3 separate regions of the Mus musculus genome follow, and regions 1 and 3 are each linked to region 2. A link is a contact called in public promoter capture Hi-C data. All regions are on one chromosome and are shown on one strand. The core of a region is the stretch at or near the end of the contact, and the rest is flanking DNA. Distances in the headings are between cores, read along the strand shown.

The links. Promoter capture Hi-C pulls out the DNA fragments that hold promoters and counts their contacts.
Region 1: a contact with region 2 is called in a promoter capture Hi-C map of liver, with 2.1 times the contacts expected there. The contact joins the promoter of Eif2b2 here to the promoter of Pnma1 in region 2. A contact is called at or near these places in 2 of 39 promoter capture datasets (liver and pre-B cells).
Region 3: a contact with region 2 is called in a promoter capture Hi-C map of pre-B cells, with 2.4 times the contacts expected there. The contact joins the promoter of Nek9 here to the promoter of Pnma1 in region 2. A contact is called at or near these places in 4 of 39 promoter capture datasets (cranial neural crest, hippocampal neurons, liver and 1 more).

What each region holds. Positions count from the first base shown.
Region 1 is chr12:85,218,151-85,221,837 of GRCm38.p6, reverse strand. It overlaps Eif2b2 (eukaryotic translation initiation factor 2B, subunit 2 beta), which reads right to left and starts at 2,357. Exons shown (of 8, transcript NM_145445.4): 1 at 2,114-2,357; 2 at 1,896-2,016; 3 at 1,593-1,741; 4 at 198-361. The coding sequence starts at 2,276.
Region 2 is chr12:84,146,515-84,150,268 of GRCm38.p6, reverse strand. Pnma1 (paraneoplastic antigen MA1) reads left to right here and starts at 1,780. Exons shown (of 1, transcript NM_027438.3): 1 at 1,780-3,754. The coding sequence starts at 2,342. The coding sequence ends at 3,403. It overlaps Mideas (mitotic deacetylase associated SANT domain protein), which reads left to right. Exons shown (of 13, transcript NM_001163501.1): 13 at 1-1,101.
Region 3 is chr12:85,336,419-85,340,633 of GRCm38.p6, reverse strand. Nek9 (NIMA (never in mitosis gene a)-related expressed kinase 9) reads left to right here and starts at 1,272. Exons shown (of 22, transcript NM_145138.2): 1 at 1,272-1,631; 2 at 4,149-4,215. The coding sequence starts at 1,413. It overlaps Tmed10 (transmembrane p24 trafficking protein 10), which reads left to right. Exons shown (of 5, transcript NM_026775.4): 5 at 1-20.

The DNA.
Region 1 (3,687 bases), core at 1,108-3,607, 1.1 Mb before region 2:
GCCTCTGCCTCTGCCTCTGCCTCTGCCTCTGCCTCTGCCTCCCCAGGGCTGTGATTAGAAGTGTGGGCTGCCACATCCGGTAGGACTTACTTTCTTAATGACTCCAGGCTGAGCTAATTGATTCACAGTCGGCTCAGGCTCATCCCTCCTTTATTCCCCCTTCACCCCTTCTCAGCAACTCCAAGCGCCCCTCTTACCTGGCAGAAAGGAGCGCACTCTGCAACAATAACGTGGAACTTCCTCTTCCGGGCCGCCTCTTTAAGGAAGGCCTCAACTGTCCTAGAGTAGCCAATGGTCATGATCACCTCGTTGGAGTGGATGTGCTCCAGAGCCTGGGCGGCAATGTTCTCCATTGTGCCTTCTGCAAGAACAGGTTTGCAAGGGGACGTGAAAATGGCATGCTAACCCCAGACAGGCAGGGCAAAGGCTCACAGGGGAAGCTGCCCTTAGACACTGCCAGCCTGGCATCACAGGCTTAGCAGGCTCAGAGTGCAACAGTCCAAGCTCTTAAAAGCATCACTCTGGGGTCCTGGGCCTGCACTCCTCAGCCAATCTGGGAAATCCTGAAGTGCTAACCAAAAACAGATCTTCCCCTGATAGAACTATTCATCCAAAAGGTGGCCACAACACCTCCATGGGCAGTGGGCATACCAAAGAAATACAGAAACCCCACAGCAGCTTGAGAGTGGCTGTCTGGAGTACAGGTGGCACCTAGTTTGTTTGTAAATTGTCTAACTTATTTTCAGTGCATGAATGTCTTGCCTGCATGTATATCTGTTTGCCTCATGTGTGCCTGGTCCCTGTGGAGGTAAGAGGAGGACATCGGGTCCTCTGGAACAGGACTTACAGGTGGCTATGAGCCACAGTGTAGATGCTGGGAACTAAACCTGGGGACTTTACAAGAGCAGCTTAATCGCTGAGCCGTCCATCTCTCCATCCCCAGTACCCAGTGTTAAATCTCTGAAGAACAGACTGTAACAAAAATCTGCAAGTGAGGATGGAGGCGGTATGTATATAAATACCTCAAAGGGGTGGGCATGATGGCTTAGTGGGTAAATGTGCTTGATGGGCAAACCTGGAAACCTGCCCTCCATCCCTGGAACCCACATAAAGGGGGATGCGCAAATTCTACAAAGTTGCCCTGTGACCCACACACACACACACACATACACACACCACTAATAGTAAACATTTTTTGAAGTCAAGATGAAGTTTAGTGAAAAAGAAACTTCCAAATGCGGCTTTGGGGAACTCGTTTTCTGTTTTTTGCAGCACTGGGAATGAAACCCAGAGCCTCAAGTAAGGCACTCTTCCACTGAGCTACATCCCCAGCAAGTTCATTTGCTATAAAATAAAATAAAATAAAATAACTTCCCCTAAAAGAAATCTCTCGCTTAATATACTGTTAAAGAGCAGGTCTGTCTTGAAAGATGCAGTTACTATAAGCTTGGTGTTTTCCATCCACTCCTACCAAATGGGTGTTCAAACCAGAAGACTGGTGATCTCGCCTATCCCTGTCAATGCACAATTTCTAGGGGACTGTTTCACTTGCCTGCGACCTAACTTGTCCACTTAGTGATCAGATCTCTTACCCAGTTCCACCAGCAGCTCATTAATCGCCTCAATGATGTTGGCCTTAAGTGGGGCAAAATGGAAGCTGAAATCCTCGCTCAGGCCTCCGGATGTCAAGAGTTTGTGCAGGGACTCCTGCTGATCGCTCTCGTCACTGCGCCCGTGCAGTCTATGGAGGCAACAAGACCCAAAGAGTGATCACTGGGGCAACGGGAGCAGCTCAGCCACAACAGAGGCTTCAAGCTGATAGGTGGCACGGTTTAACAACCAAAAGCCAGCACCCCTTGGTCCCACCAGGAGCCCACCCAAGCTGTGAGTTTGACCTGCCATACTCCTCCCGGATGATCTTGAGGACTCTCCGCACCATATTTCCCACGGTGGTCTCGGAGGGCTGCGCAGCCGTCATCCTCCTGCCCTCTCTGCGGATCAAATCCATAAGGTCCCCTGAAACCCAAGAGAGACCGAGTGAACGGGGCAGGCGCGCGGTGAAAGTGAATATCAGCTTCAGGAATAGAACAAGAACGAGGATGAGTTGCCGCACCCGCGTTGTTCCAGTGGTGGTCCGTGATAAGCCGGCGCAGCAGCCCCAGGGTCTCCCGAGCCATGTCCTCCGAGCTGCGCTGCCCGCCACCTCGCTTCAGAGTCTCCACGAAGCCTTCGATCCTCTCGGACAACTCCGAGCCCTTCGCCGCGGCACCCGGCATTTCCAACACCGTCCCGGGACTCACTTACAGAAGCCTCAATTGCCAAAGCACTGTTTCACTTCCGGGCCGAGAGAGGTCAACTTCCGCTCGGTGAAACATAATTGAGTTCGTGGAGTTGTAAGCCCGCCCCTCCCTCTGCTGAGGCCAATCAGAAACGTGTTAGGGCGGAGCTGGGCGCACCGCCGGGAAGTGACGGCTGGAAGGGTCCCCTTGGGAGTCTGCGCGCCGAGCCGGGAGGCCCGGAGGACGCTGGCCAGTCTGGTTGCTATGGGAACAGCGAGCGGCTCTCCCGCCCTGCGACCAGCAGAAGTGGCTTTCCTCCTTCCTGGCTCCATCGCTGCCTGATGCTTGGCAGACGCCTCCATGAGTGCGAGTCCAGGGCTCGAGACGCCCAGAAAAGTGCTGCTGCAACGCGGGTTGAACATGTTCACCTTTTCCAATGGGTTCCATTCCCCACCGACTTTATCTTTCTTTTCCCCGCTCGGTGCAAGGAATTGAACGTAGGATCTCACAGGTGCTAGGCAAGTGGTACCACCATTCCTATTCCTAGCTCTTACGTTGTTGTTTGCTTTTTTATATCCTCGGCCTCGAAAGCCCTAAGGAATGTCACTAATGAAAGAGATTCAAAGTAGAAGCTAGCCGGGCTGTGGTGGCGCACGCCTTTGATCCCAGCACTTGGGAGGCAGAGGCAGGTGGATTTCTAAGTTTGAGGCCAGACTGGTCTACGAAGTTAGTTCCAGGACAGCCAGGGCTATTCAGAGAAACCCTGTCTCGAAATAACAAACAAACAAAGTAGAAGCTAATAGGACACCAAGAATGCTGTCCTGCAATTTGGAGGCCGGCGAGTACATGCAATGTAATAAGTCCTTCCATTGACCCGACACTTACTAGGTATTGAGTGCTGTAAGTTCTTACTGTCATACAGCTACATGAGGTAGGTTCTCCTCCCCCGGCTTTACAAACTGAGAAAGAGATTCACGGTATTGAAGCAGTTAGGGAGGTAAAAAGGCTGTGCTTATCCTGGGTCCCCTGAACCCAAACGGAATTAGAATCTCTTATTTATTTAAGATAAACGTCTTGGGCTGGCGAGATGGCTCAGCCATTAAAGGCTAGGCTCACAACCAAAAATATAAGATAAATGTCTCAAAAGTGAATCTTCCAGACTTTTAAGACTTTCCTTACAGCTGATAAATTGTCTTCAGAGGGATTAGATCGGTATCAAAATCATATAAAGATAGTACAGGAAAACTGTACCTGTCATTAGCAAAACAAAAAGAAAAACCTAATAAATTACTAGAAAAATAGAATGCAGCAGTACATTAAAAAGTAAATATTTGCAATCTCTAAATAGCATATTGTTTAATTTGCTGGGGTCTGGCTCACCTGTATCTTTGCTTTCAGGGCCGACTCT
Region 2 (3,754 bases), core at 531-3,030:
TGCTCCAGCGCGCCCGTGTGGAAACTGAACTAGTTCAAAGCGGAGATGCACGTGCGGCCGGAGGCTGGCGCAGGCGCGTCCTTACTGGTGCTTTCTCGTACGAACACACTGGGCTTGGCTTTTGTTGTTCTTTCTATTCAGAGCTCCCTGTTTGACAATAACGTCCCTATACAGTGTCACCCTGCCTGTCCCCCAGCTTCCACCTGCATTCAGAGAAGGCCATGACACTGACCGTGCCTGTGTTCTGGGCCATCTCTGAGGTCTCTTGCCCTCACTGCTGTCCTCCAAGCCTTCAGCAGCCCCCTTAGAGCTAAAGTACCCACCCACCCACCGTCCTTGCCGCCCCACCTCCCACCCCGGCACAGAGGCCCTGTGCTCATGATGTCTAAAGGGATTGCCTATATTTAACTGCCTCAGTCACCCAACCTCTTTCTTCTCATGTGCCAGATGTTAAAGACAGAGGAGGAAGAGTGCAATAGTACTCAAGCCTCAGCTGTTGAAATGTTTTTATTGGGGCTCACTGTTCTGGGTTATTATTTATTACTAGACTGGCAAAGCCTAACCCCTTAGGTTTTTACAGGAAGTATGCATATTTTTATATAAAAACAGTTGTGTCTAACCCACATTTGGCTGTGTTTGTTGCCTCAAAAAAAAAAAAATTGCAGCTGTTAGAACTTTTCCTCATTTGTCTCTTACGTTAAAGGCCTTGCTGGAGAGGATGGAGCACAGAACAGCCTTGACAGTCTGTAATTAGTGTACAAATATTTTAATAGCATAAAGTAAGTATATTCCTTTTATTTTGAAACAAAATGGTCAGACACTGCCTTTCATGTGTTTGTTGCCTGTGGCACTCTTTTTAAAAAAGACTGTTACATATTAAAATAGTGTACATATATATATATATATAAATATAAATATTACCTCTTTGTGTACAGTTGTGATAGACCAGACTGAAAATTTTATTTTTTGTGTGCTTTTTATAAAAAAAAAATTAATACACTAAAGAGAATCTTGCTGTGATTGTAATGTACCTATGTAACTTATTTACTTTTGAATGTTCTGTATCTTAAGACCTTTTATTAAATAAGGTTTTAAAAAAAATTCATTGTTGAATACCACATTCTTATAGGGGTGTTTTTGCCGTCTGGGACTGATAGGCCTTGTTTTGCTTGAAGAGAACTTACCCGCCTTTTCGGGGCCATAAACATTCTGTTTTGCTATCTTGTATACTCAGTAAGGATAAGAAGGCAATATGTTTGCAGTTTGCCTGGCTACAAAGGTAAGTAGTCACGGGGTTTTGTGTACACACACACACACACACACACACACACACACACACACACTTTAAACAAGAAAGCCAAGTCAGACACTCACAGGAACCAGTAGATGGAATTCTCTTTCCTAGTTTTGTGGGGAGGAACCAAGTAGTTGCAGAGTGGGATCAGGTGGTTCCCGGAAGTCAGAGTTAAAGACTGAATTCATAGAATGGATGAGCAATATGAGATAAGTCCGTCGTGGTAGATGCGTATCAATAAAGCCAGCTTAAATCCACGGCAAAATTAAATAAAGCATGCGTAGCAATAGCTAAGAAAGAATCAGGGAAGGCGGGGGGGGGGGTGTAAAAAGAAATGCGCCGTCATAGAATAGACTCCTCAAACCCCTTCTTGGCACCATAGCAACCGCCAGATCCTCTGGAGCCCGCGTATCTCGCGTCGTCATGGACACAGTTGTCACGGTGACACTGGGGGAGACAAGCGGACCGGTTCCGCCCTCCACTGCAGCTGCACGCCGGCCGTTGCGGGAGCGCGCGGACATAAGCGCTAGGCAGAGCTGCCTCCAGCCGAGTTTCTCCCCCATCCCGTGCTTCCTGCCGCTTGGGTTCCCGGTGCTCGGAGTGCCGCCTCTCCCCACGTAGCCAAGCCACGGCCTCGCGTGACCCTCAGCCCGCCGGCGTGCCGGGGAGAGGTGGGAGGAGCTGCCACGCCCCGCGACCGCACCCAGCCATCTCCCGCCCGGAGTCATCAGTCTTGAGCCCACCTTGCTCCCTCTCTTTAAGCGGTGACGCCAGACACAGCTGCAGCCAGTTCAGCCCTCCCTGCCCGGACCAAAGGGGGCGACATTCGAGTGATAGGCGGAGTGTCCCGTGGCTCCCGACCCTGACTTGGGACCCGGAAGGGACAAGAAGGAACTCTGGTGTCTTTTGGTAATTGTGGTTGCCTGAAGCTTGTCGCCCCCTGGCCTACCGGGGGAGGAGAGCATGTTGTATTGTCCTAGGCCCTATAGCCTCGTGAGCCAGTCCAAGCAGTGTCTGTAGAACTGGCACTTTTAATAGTTGGGTGAAATGGCTATGACACTATTGGAAGACTGGTGCAGGGGAATGGATGTGAACTCTCAGAGAGCTCTGTTGGTCTGGGGGATCCCTGTGAACTGTGATGAGACCGAAATTGAAGAGACCCTCCAAGCTGCGATGCCCCAGGTATCCTATCGAGTGCTGGGGAGAATGTTCTGGAGGGAAGAAAATGCTAAAGCAGCCTTGTTAGAGCTCACTGGGGCAGTGGATTACTCCCTGATACCCAGGGAGATGCCAGGCAAAGGAGGGCTCTGGAAAGTGGTGTTTAAACCCCCCACTTCCGACGCAGTTTTTTTGGAAAGGCTGCACCTCTTTCTAGCTAGGGAAGGGTGGACCGTGCAAGATGTTGCTCGTGTGCTTGGGTTTCAGAACCCTGCTCCAGCTCCAGGCCCGGAAATGCCAGCAGAGATGCTCAACTATATTTTGGATAATGTTATTCAACCTCTTGTTGAGTCCATATGGTATAAGAAGCTGACGTTATTCTCCGGGAAGGACATTCCCGGGCCTGGCGAGGAAACCTTTGATTCCTGGCTGGAGCACTCAAATGAAATCATAGAGGAATGGCAGGTGTCGGATATAGAAAAGAGACGGCGGTTGATGGAGAGTTTGAGAGGCCCCGCTGCTGACGTCATCCGCATCCTCAAGACCAACAACGCCGCCATAACGACCGCAGAATGCCTGAAGGCTCTTGAGCAGGTCTTTGGGAGTGTGGAGAGCTCTAGAGATGCACAGGTCAGATTTCTGAACACTTACCAGAACCCAGGAGAAAAGTTATCTTCGTATGTTATCCGTCTGGAGCCTCTGCTGCAAAAGGTAGTAGACAAGGGGGTCATTGATAAAGATAACGTGAACCAGGCTCGCTTGGAGCAGGTCATCGCTGGGGCTAACCACAGTGGGGCCCTCCGAAGGCAGTTGTGGCTGGCCGGGGCTGAGGAAGGGCCTGCACCCAACCTCTTCCAGTTACTGGTGCAGATTCGAGAGGAGGAAGCCAAGAAGGAGGAGGAGGAGGCCGAGGCCGCCCTCTTGCAGCTAGGCCTGGAGGGGCACTTCTGAGTCCTAGGACTGGCCAGGCTGCTTTTGATATACCTGTGACGTTTTAGTAAGCCTGCCACTCAAAGCAAGCACCCAGCCTCCTCCTGGCTTGGTTTTGTTTCCTGAGGGATGGGATGGGGAAGTCAGGCCCGCATATTCCTGTAACATTCACAGAAGTGTGTGATTGTCAGGAGCTGCAACGGTAAAGGTGGTCCTTACTGCCTAAAGTGAATGCTTGATGCCAGCCCTCCTGGCGACATCTCTGACAGCTGTGCACAAACGTGAAGCTGTGACACTTCCTGTCAAGGTGGTTGCGAAGCTGCAGGTTCTGATGCTAACCGCGCACCAGGTTCACAGACTGTACAGTACAAA
Region 3 (4,215 bases), core at 23-2,522, 1.2 Mb before region 2:
ATAAAAGCTAGCAGAAACCATTTGAGGTGTATTTGTCTGTTAATCTTTAGTGCCCCTTTGTCTGGGTGAGCAAGGATTCCTCTATAATTGTTGTTTTTTAAAGCACAGGGAGTGAAAACAGATAAATTAAAGAAAAAAAAAGTCACTGATTTACTGCAGGGCACTTAAGCAAAAGGATGTTTTAATCATTATGCTAATGAAAGAAATCTTGAGCAGATTTCCTCAGAAGGCTAGAGCTTTGAGAGCCAGTAAGATGGCTCTGTGGATAAAGGTTTTGCCATGCAAATCAGGCAACTTGAATTCAATCGGCACACACACACACACACACACACACACACACACACACACACACACACAAAACAGAGCCCTAATCACCTACTCCTTTGCTTTAGTTTCCCACTGTCCACAGGAAACACCAAACTGTACAACATACAAAGTGTACTTCCTGCTTCTGCCCAACAAGTGTAATGGCGCCAGTCCCATAACCTTAGTTTCATCACGCCCTGCCCTTTCCTAATTCTGGGGCCAGACTGCAGGGTTTGCCTCTCAAGTTCCTCCTAACTAGCTGTATCACCTAAAACAATCCCCACCCCACCCCCAACAGACACATAAACATTGTTTTCATGGCGCTCTGAGGATCTGGGGCCATAATATCATTAAAAAAAAAAAAAAAAAGAAAAGAAAAGAAAAACAAAACCCTTTAGCATTGTCCCAACTTAGGCAACCCTGTGGTGGTCATAGTCCTGCAACTTTATAGACTTAATGAAGAAGGAAAAGGAGGAAAAGGAGGAAAAGGAGGAGGAGGAAGAGGAGGAGGAGGAGGAAGAGGAGGAGGAGGAGGAGAGGAGGAGGAGGAGGAAGGAAGAAGGAATTGTTAAAGTTGTCAGAAGTCTAATGTTTTAGCTTGCTCCATTATCTTTGCTACACTATCGCTACAAAAAAAAAAAAAAAAAAAAAAAAAAAAAGGAGCCCTGCCCAACAAGCCAAGTGACAGCTAACACAGTCACAGCTCCTGGGACAAACGTGTCGCCAGGATTAGCCTGGACCACCTCCAAAATGTGACGCAGTCTGGAAAGCTGGTAGGGGGTTGTAGGGAAGCGGTCTGCAAACCCGCCGTGTGGTCACTCTTCCGCTTCCACGACACTCGCGGGTGTGAAGGCCAGCGACGCCCAAGGTGTGCGGGACGCATCTGCAACAAGTGGGCACGCGAAAGGCGGAGGGAAAACCTCGGCGAGCCGGAAACACTAAGAACCGCTTCCGGGTCAGGGGGCAGGAGCCACCATGGAAGCTCCCTGGGCCGCGGGGCCACCTAAGCCGCTGCCTGGCGTCTGAGGCCATTGAGGCGCTAAGCGGCCGGCCCTGCCCGCCGTGGATACGCGGGCGGCTCCCGGCGAGCTGCGGCCTCCGCCGCCATGTCGGTGCTGGGCGAGTACGAGCGACACTGCGATTCCATCAACTCGGACTTCGGAAGCGAGTCCGGGGGTGGCGGGGACTCGGGCCCGGGCCCCAGCGCTGTCCCAGGGCCGCGAGCCGGCGGCGGGGCGGCGGAGCAGGAGGAGCTGCACTACATCCCCATCCGCGTTCTGGGCCGCGGTGCCTTTGGGGAGGCCACGCTGTACCGCCGCACCGAGGTAGCGGCCCTCGGCTCCGGCCGCTGCCGGGCCTCCCCGCGCCCTCCTTCCCGGCCCCGCTTTCCAGTGCTGCTTGCCCCTGGCCCTCTATGGTCAGGCGTCCCTTGGGGTTTAGGTCTCGGGAACCCCACCGTGCTTTCGCTTCCCCTGCTGTAGGACATTGGTTTAATCACCGCTGTCACTGAGCGAGTCATTGAGCGGTCTTTTGCATTTTAGTTTTCCCATTTGTTAATTGGACTTAGCGATAACAACCTCGCCCCCCCCCCCAAAAAAAAAACCTTTACTTTTTTAAAGGTTATTTTGAGGTCCAAACGAAGGTGCTTTGCACATTGGGAACAATATAAAAAGCTTACTTGCTCTTTGGGAACAGTCTGTAAAAGCTTACTTCCTTTCGTATAGCTGTTGAAGGGCGGGATGGGGAGTTGGTGTGTACTTCCAAATAGCCACACTGGCAGCTACAACACACTGCTAGCCCTGTAGGCTTTGTTTTCTTGTTTTTGTTTTTGTTTTTTTCATAAATGATCACTCGGAGGATTTCCTTGATCACCAGAAAGATCATTGTTTGTTTGTTTGTTTTCTTGCTTTTCCTTCAGTGATTGTATAAGACAAATACTTTATTGGTGGAGTTGAGTCTGGAGAAACAAGGACCCCTTTCTTTGAGAACCCAAGGAAGCTAAGTCATTTTTCCCACCTTCTTGCATAAGGTCACAATGGAGAGACCCATGAGTTACTGAATCCAAAATTAAGAATGTGTACTGATTTAAAACCCTGTAGTGAGTCTACCTCCAAAAGTTAACCATAACTTGAGTCTAATCACCACAGCCTTAAAACTCTAGCTTTAGGGTAAACATTTAATGAGAACTTGCTGAGGTTGCAAAAGGTGATTCATGCACTTGCAATTCTAGTGTCTGCTCCCAGCCAGAACTTTTTGTGCTGGGGATAAAACGGGCTTTGCCAGTGCTCAGAAGGCATTCCACTACTGAGCCATACCTCCAGCGTCCAGCATATATCTATGAAAGATGGAAGAAAAGTAGTTGCAAGAAAATATCTTTGTGTTCTTTTCTATTCCAGTAACCAACCCATTAGTGGACATTATCATCTGTAGTCGCCTATGTTCTTATTTGTGCCGATTATTTTCTAGCATTTAAGTCAGTATAGTTAAGTGGCTCACTTTCTCACCGTTGAGCAGTGAGTACCAGTTTCCTATCTCTGTCTTATATGTCATGTTCAACTTGGTTACTAGCTTTGAGTTAATTTTATCACACTTCTCAGAACTGTATGACGCTATCTCTGTCACATGGTATTTATAAGATATGAACTTACAAAGCTTCTGAGAAGTAGCCCTTTCCCTCTAGGTTATAGTTACAGCAAGAAGACCAGCCAGTCATGTTAGTAACAGGGTCTTAGGTGTGGATATCCCAAGGAGACAAAAAAAAAAGCACTGAGGACTCCTCGCGGGCAGTGCAGGCTCTGAGGATGAGTGGTGTTTACACATATGGGAAAAAGTTTAAAGTTTTCCAAAAGAAACTTGCTGAGGTATCCTAAAGGAATGTTACAGTGGGTGCTGGTAGGCCAGGAAGCAGTAGCTAAAGAATGCGAAGTACCCCAAAATGGAAGTGACTGCACCTTATGAGGATTAAAAAAAGCAGGGGCCTGTGGGATTGGGGGGGGGGGCGTCTTATTCAGAAAGAGTAAATGAAAGTCACGAAGTTTAAGTTTATGGAATCAGGCAGGTTTAATATTTGCGTTTTATAAGCCCCTGCTGTTAGCTGGAGATAGTGCTGTGCACTTCTTCCTCAAATTCCAGTTCTGCCCCAAGTCCCATTATCACTAGGGACCCGCAGGATCCCTCAGTAGAATTCCTGAGATCAGGTCCCATCTAATACTAATACCCGGAACTAATACTGTACAAATTAAGAGTAGCAACAAAGTAGTGTTTTGATTTTTTTTTCTATAATTTTTCTGCATGTGTGTGGGAGTCAGTTCTTCCGCTGTACAGGTTCTTGGGGCTCAAATTCAAGCTATCAGACTTAACAGTAAACACCTTTACCCAGTAAGCCATCTTGCCAGCCCTCAAAATAACACTATATATATTTTTAAAAGATTTAGTTTCAGTTTTAATTCACTGTCTCTATGTGGGTATGTGCAAGTGAGGGTCGTCCCTTCAGAGGTCAGGAGCATTGGGTCCCACCCGGGCCCTCCCAGAGCCAAAGCTATAAGCATTTGGAAGCTGCCCAGAGTGGACACTGGTAATCAAACTCTGGTCCTCTGCAAAAGCAACATACTCTCTTAGACACGTAACCATCTTTCCAAGCCAGAAAATGCCACCTTCAGTCTTTGTCTCCCCTAGTTCTTCAGCAAAGTATAATAACTGTGCAGAACCTTAAGTCTGTCAAAAGGAGTAAAGAGTCATTCTTTGCCCCTCTAGGAGGCTCCTTTCTAGGCTCCCAGGTTGGGTTTGGATCCGTGCACTGCCAGGCGGGAGGGAAACACACTGGTCCTGCTCCTGTGTTGCAGGACGACTCACTGGTGGTGTGGAAGGAAGTTGACTTGACCCGGCTATCTGAGAAGGAACGTCGAGATG